Regions from separate parts of the Zea mays genome. Here region 1 is linked to region 2. The links are chromatin contacts, called in public Hi-C maps. All regions are on one chromosome and are shown on one strand. Each heading gives the region's core, a stretch centred on a gene start, on an enhancer-like site or on the middle of the called end of the contact. The rest is flanking DNA. Distances are from core to core; before and after follow the strand shown. Region 1 holds the start of LOC100282988 (protein kinase APK1A). Region 2 has its middle 17 kb from the start of LOC100273259.

Region 1 (3,294 bases), core at 19-2,518, 380 kb after region 2:
GGAAGTTCGAGCCCCCTGCAACACCATAGCATTCAGTCCTTTTTTTCATAAAGCGAGAAGCCAAGAATGGAGGGATATCGCGAACGAAACACTCGAGAGAGAGCCTACTCCTGAAGAGATGATGCTCCAGGCTCCCTCTCGGCATATACTCGTACACAAGAAGCCGCTGCTCGTCCTCCAAGCAGTAGCCGATGAGTTTCACGAGATTAGGGTGGGATAACTGCCCCAGGTAATTGACCTCCGCCTGCAAAGTCATCGCAGATGATTAAAGCCACCTATGGTGATGAGCCAAACAACACAAGAGGAGAGTGGAGGGACACGAACCAGCCATTCCCGGTGCCCTTGGAAGCTGTCGAGCTTGAGCTTCTTGACGGCGACGATGATCCCGGCGCCCGGCCTGACGGGCGCGAGCGTGCGCTCATCCATCCACCCCTTGAACACGGACCCGAAGCCCCCCTCCCCGAGCAGGCTGTCCGGCCTGAAGTTCCTCGTGGAGCCTTTGAGCTCGCCGAAGCTGAACTTGCGGACATTCGACGACTCCAGGATCTCCGCCTCCGTACGAGGGGTTGGCGGCACCGACGACGACGAGCCGGACGTCTTGGTGCCGAAGGTGCTGGTGTCGGCCGCGTTCTTGCTGACGCTCTTAGAACCGGCGGTCCCTGGAATCACAATTCACAAGCGTGTCTACTGATTTAGGCAAAGGAAGAAAAAGCTTTGTTCCTCGTGACGCGCCATACTGATTTGGCTAGCTAATACACCACCTGGGCATTGTAACGGGAGCTCGGTGCCATCCTCGCTCACCACCTCTGACTCCCAACAATCGCGAAATGGAGTAGTAAATAGTTCTACTCTCGTCGGATGGGGCAAAAGAAGAAGAAGAAAAAAAAGGCATGGAGATTATTTCAAATCTAGGCCGGCTGTTATTTGTTTCCCCCCTTCCCCCCTCGATCGAAGTGCAACGAAACGGATCAGTAAACGCTCCGGCCTTACTCCTATACCGGAAGCAGAAACAGAAGGTCGCTCCAACAACCAGAGCTAAGAAGGCGGACGCTGGGTGTCAGTCAGTAACCAGGAAGCTGAGATTGCAGTACCTGAGGAATTGGGGGCACTGAAGGAAGGGTTGATCTCGGCGTTCCCCTCCACGCCGGCGCAGTTCCCCATCAGGAACGAGCTCTCGCGGCAGCGCGCAGGCGGGGGGGGAGAGGGAGGTAGAAGCGGCTAGCTGAACTACGTCTGGGTTTATTTGCCTCGTGGTGTCATCCTCTCGCTGCGTGGGAAGGAGGTGATGAGTACAATGGCTGCTGCAGTGCTTGCCCGGCTGGCTCTGGCTCTGGCTGCCTGCCTGCCTGCGAGGGAGGGCGGTGGAGGGTGGTGGACTGGTGGTGGGCGCGCGCCGTGGGGTCCGTTAGGTCATTAATGGACGGGCAAGCCCGGCTTTCCGTCTCGTCTCGTCTCGTCTCGTCTTTGTTTTTTTTTTCTTTCCATGCGCTTCACGCCTTGGCCTCTTCCCGGCTTCAGGTTGAAGAGTACCAAAATTTTGATCTGTGCTTCCATCAGAAACTGTATGATTCCACCGATTCAACGTTCGTCCATTCCTTTTTGTTTTCTGAGTTACCACTATGTCAGAGAATGTTCCGCTGCTTCGATCTTTAATGTAAACTCAGACGGTCCTATGTGTAGACTAACGGTATTCGGTATACGAATGCAAAAAAAAAAAACGTCATTCCAAACTGGACAGCTACAGCCGCGCTCTTCTGGCCTTAATGATAATGCATATACACATGCTGTATTTTCTAGAAAGAAAGAAAGAAAAAACAAGACGCAGTCACGTATATCCAGCGAATACACAGTTATACGGCGATAGTGCACCCCCGGCACAGATTGGTGCAAAACAACAGAGCGCGATAGCGATAGGGGATGTATCGTAGGCGTAGGCCCCGGGCCCTGGCCGGGGTGCTGCACCTGTTTGACTAAACAGACGCTCATTTAGGTTGGAGGAGGAGGAAGTGGCGGTGGTTGGCGCCTGCCTGCTTGGAATTTAGCGCATGCCGATGCCGTGCCCCCCAGCGAATCGCAGGGGAAGCCTCCTCGCGTTGCCGTTGCCGATCCATCATCCGGCGGCACGGCTCACCCGCGCTGCTGCTTGTTTGTTGTTGCGTGGCACCTAGTACTGGCGACCCGAGCCGCACCGCACCACGGTATTGCCCCGACGAGTCTTGGCGGATTGACAACCAGTCGCGCGCGGAAGTCGCCGGTGAAGCGTCACCCACGGGCGCAAGTGGCGATGCGGATTAGTGTAGTGGCCGAGGGACGGTCCCTTTCGATGTAGCTGGAGCCTGCCCTGGACGCTGGAGTCTGGAGGCTGGAGGTGTCAGTCCAACCGCTGCCATGCAACGCAGGATTCATGTCTGGACTCTGGATCTGCCCGGCTATTGTATGGGGGGGAAACCACAAACGTGCTGGTATATACGCGGCAGGCGCGCGCGCGTGTGCGACCGGTACTCCATAACAGGCACTCGCACGTTTAGTTATCCCCACTTCCCCCAGAAGCTTCGAGGCGTGCCAATACTATTTCCATTCCATTCCATTCCATTCCACGCCGACGACATAAATGAAAGGCCACGAACCTAGAAACACACTTGTTTTTTCCGCACGTAGGGAGGGATATCTATCTATATCTCGTCGGATCGGAGAGTAGTGATTCGGATGATGCAGGAAATGGTTCGTCGTCATGGTCATGCATGGAATGGAATAGTGGAGGGAAACGTTTGCCTGCCAACGGCTCAAACACTGCGAGAATGTAGACGGCGGACAGCTCCGATCGATACAACCTGCGTTGGTTGCCATCAGCACAAAAGAAAGGACACTGCGCACATGAAGCGTACGTACCATTCACATATTCAACTCGTCGAAAACGAGAGCAGTTAATTCGGGTGGACCACCCATCGCCGGGGCGCACAGGCTAATGCTAATTCCTCCGTTCCTACTCTCCATTTATATTTAAATACATCTTCCTCAACTATTTCCCCCTTATTTTATCTCCTCTGCAACCATTCCTTATATTTTTAGATAAAGGAAGCTTATATTGAAAATAGCAAGTCATTACATCAAGAGGATACAAATCCTTGGTACAGAACTTCCGACCTCTGCCTAATGCACATAGCTAACTAAAAAAATCAAAAAACATTGATCTAGTGATAACCGATCCGAAGTCTAGAACGCCACCCGTGCCTCCGGCAGAAAAACGCCATGGCCACTCTCACCAAGGTTCGTGATCCTGTTACAACCATAAGC
Region 2 (3,254 bases), core at 106-2,605:
CGAGGCACACAGTTCGCAGTTGCGTGCCGGTGGTCGAAGCTCGAAAGAACACTGGTTGCCTTGCCAAAAGCACTAGCCCCTGATGGTTACCCCGCTAGTAGCTCAGAGCTGGCGCGCAGTGAAGCAGTGCTGAAGCCACTTCTACAGGCGCAGGATGAGCGACGGATTGGTTGGGGTGCAGTGCTAGTGCAGCGAGCGAACGACCACGGATCCCCCCTTGGAACAGAAAACTGAAAGAAAGCCCTCCCACGTGCGTGGTGAGCTGAATGAGTGCCTGAAAGCTGCTGGAATGGAAGTGCGCCAGAGCCTGCCGTTCGTGATGATTGGTGACTGATGAGCGAGCGACGACTGACGATTAGGGGTGGTAATGGATGGACAGTTCTTCGTAAAATTGTAGGGTCCTAAATAATTTGTAGTTAAAAAATAATAGAAATAAGGTTCGATTTTATTTGATTCTTAAATTTTATAGTATAAAATTTAGAGCTCATTGACGAGAGTGGCAGGGCCAAGCTGGCTTGAGATGATCGACGCGATGCTGTTGGCCCTAGCCAGGACGGGCGTTGGTTCTTTCTGTGCTCCTTCCACCCTCACTTTTCATCTACTATAATCAGCGTCGCGTTAGCCCAGGACCACGGGTCACAGGCCGAATGCGCGCAGCGGGCACAGTGGCTGCAATGGGCGCATGATAATTGATGGCATTGTCAACCATCTTTCATGAAAGGTACAGCGCGATGCAAGTAGCATAGTAGGTCTAAAGTCTGAGCACTGATGATATGAAATATGAAGTCTGAACACTGTAGACATGATGATAGAGATCCTTTCGCGTAAACTAAGGCTATCTGCACTCGCGGACTGCAAACTGGATGCATCGCCATTTACAGTAAAATATTCCTGCAGCGGTGGACTGTATGACCAACTGCACCGGGCCCAAGGCGAGCTCGAACCTCAGATATGGTGTCTTGCAGTGGATACCCTATTCCTCCACGTGGACAACCACCTCTTCCTCGCGCGCGATGCCGGACTTGGACGGAGGAGCAGGCGGCCACGTCTTAGAGCCGGTTGAGGGAAAAATAATATAAAACGTGGGAGTTGGTATAGAGTTGAGATGTAGAGTAAACATGAGCGCAGGGAATTGTTGTATAGAGTAGAGAATATTGCTGATTAGGACGGAATATTCTTTTTAGAGTGGATTTTTAGAGTTGAATGAGTGCGGATAGCCTAAACGGGTCCCGGTCTCCTGTACTCTCCATTTTGCGTTCTTCTGCAATCTGCTCCTTTCTTTTCTGGTGTCACTGTTGTTCACGCAAAGGTGCAAATAGTCACTGCAGTAGTACTGCTGTTCATTCGGCTGCCTTCTTGCGGCTGGCTGCAGCTGCAATTCTACACTGGATAAGCTTTGTTGGCTGCTTTTGCAAGCTTCTGCAATTCTACACCTGGCTGCTTTTGCAAGCTGCTACAATTCTACACCGGACTGCAATTCTGCACCGAATAGCAACGCTGCCAATATCTATGCTCCACGCCAAAATCGATTCTGCACTTTTTTCTCTGACGAGGCAACCAGACTACCCCCACCCTATGAGGCTGGCTGTTTTCAAAACGATGATGTTTCCCCCTAGAGCCAATCTTTTAGGACATCTCCAACCATTACTCCCATCTACCTCACCCCATGTGTACTTTATACTCTATTTTATTATCTATCCCCATAAGATTCCTCCTATAAGTTAACTTCTCCAACCATTCCCTCCACCGGTTCACCCTACATTAACTACCATATTTTATAATATGCATTTCAAATTCATAATGCTTTATACCCATGTATGTCTTCGTTAATTTTGTGTCGTATACTGTCTAAAACATTTTCCTGTGTGGAAGTGAGAGGGGAAGTAGGTGGCGCAGCAGACGGGCGAAGGAGCTACACGCATGGGACGTCGTCGGTGTTGGAAGCTTTGATCGTCAATAATGGCGCCCCTTCGTGTGCATGTGTGGCAGTGAGAGGGGAAGGAGGATGAAAGACAGAGCGAAAGCAGAGCCTAGTGTGTGTCTTCACTTCATGGGCAGGGTCTGCCCTAAGGGTGTGTAGCATGTGTGTAGTCCAAATCCTGTATGTAGTATAAGACTTAGGCTTTCTTTGGAAGAAAGGAAAAGTGATGGAATTTTGAAGGCCTATAAAAACTTTTCTATACAACCATTTTGGAACAAATGTTTGAGTTTCAACAAATCCTATAAAATTTATATGGAATGACCCATTGTAGTGAGATTTTAGAGGATTTCTAACATGAGGTCCAACCTCTTGGAAATTTTCTTTTATGTCCATCTCTCTGCTCTAATTCCTGTGTTCTTCCTATGTTGTATCCAAACACTGTGTTGCAAGTTTTCATGTGTTTTTAATTCTTATATGGTTGCTGATGTGGTTCAACTCTATTCCTACACTTTTTCTATTCCTACACTTTATCAATCCGGCATTCCAAAGAAGGGATTATCCTTTTCCTCTAGCTCATGTCTCATGATCTTGCAGGGAGCGGTGGTGCTCTCATGGATGTGACCTCTCTCAAGGAGGAAGTCGTGCAGATTAGCCAAGCCAAGGAGGCCGACAAGCTGGTACGTGCCCCCCGGCTCTGTGTATCGTCTTGTCTAGCCTTCATCCTCGGACTTTGATCCCTAATTTTTCATCCATCTCCTTGTAATTTTATCTGATAATTTTATATAGAAAGTTGTTCGGGAGACTTGTCTTATTTAAAAAGTCATTTAAATTTTAGAAAACTCAATACCCGATGTTATGAATTTGATGTCATATATACAGGGTCTTCGTATATAATTTCGCTTAGGACCCCGAAATCTTAGGACAGGCCCTTTGACTGGCAGCACACCCATCCACTCTTGAACCTGACAAATAAAAAAAAGGCTATTGTAAACGAGAAATGCATTGGTTATGTGCACTTGTTAAGCTGCATCATGACGTATACCGACTGCAGTAAGTGTGAACAGAACCGAAGGGGGATCCTGATTATGGCTGCAGGCCAATGGATACTCGCTCTCCTAATCAGTGTCCAGAGTAAACTTAAGTACTTAACCGTCCTAGATAGGCCGCGCGGATCTCCCAATCGTTTAAAATTGACTACCCACATAAACAACACCGAGGCTGCCATCGCCGGCAAGCATAAACAAAACCCACCAGCACCGCGCGGTATGCATGCTTCGACGGCGGGCGCCCAACGTGACGTCCGTGTTGCGTGCCGTCGCCGAGGTCGTCGTCA

What was found. Hi-C and Micro-C count contacts between places; a contact is called where the count stands out from the background.
Region 1: a contact with region 2 is called in a Hi-C map of bundle sheath, with 2.7 times the contacts expected there. The contact joins the promoter of LOC100282988 here to the enhancer-like site in region 2. A contact is called at or near these places in 2 of 25 Hi-C or Micro-C datasets (bundle sheath and ear).

Annotation. Positions count from the first base shown.
Region 1 is chr1:40,366,782-40,370,075 of Zm-B73-REFERENCE-NAM-5.0, forward strand. LOC100282988 (protein kinase APK1A) reads right to left here and starts at 1,269. Exons shown (of 6, transcript NM_001155892.1): 1 at 1,092-1,269; 2 at 325-659; 3 at 109-244; 4 at 1-15. The coding sequence starts at 1,161.
Region 2 is chr1:39,987,521-39,990,774 of Zm-B73-REFERENCE-NAM-5.0, forward strand. No RefSeq gene overlaps it. Among protein-coding and RNA genes, the nearest start is that of LOC100273259, 17 kb to the right of the region's middle. Within about 2 kb of position 1,356, at least 14 of the 20 cell types and tissues checked have an H3K27ac peak or open chromatin away from gene starts, as enhancers often do. A contact at or near this core is called in bundle sheath and ear, where this site is marked.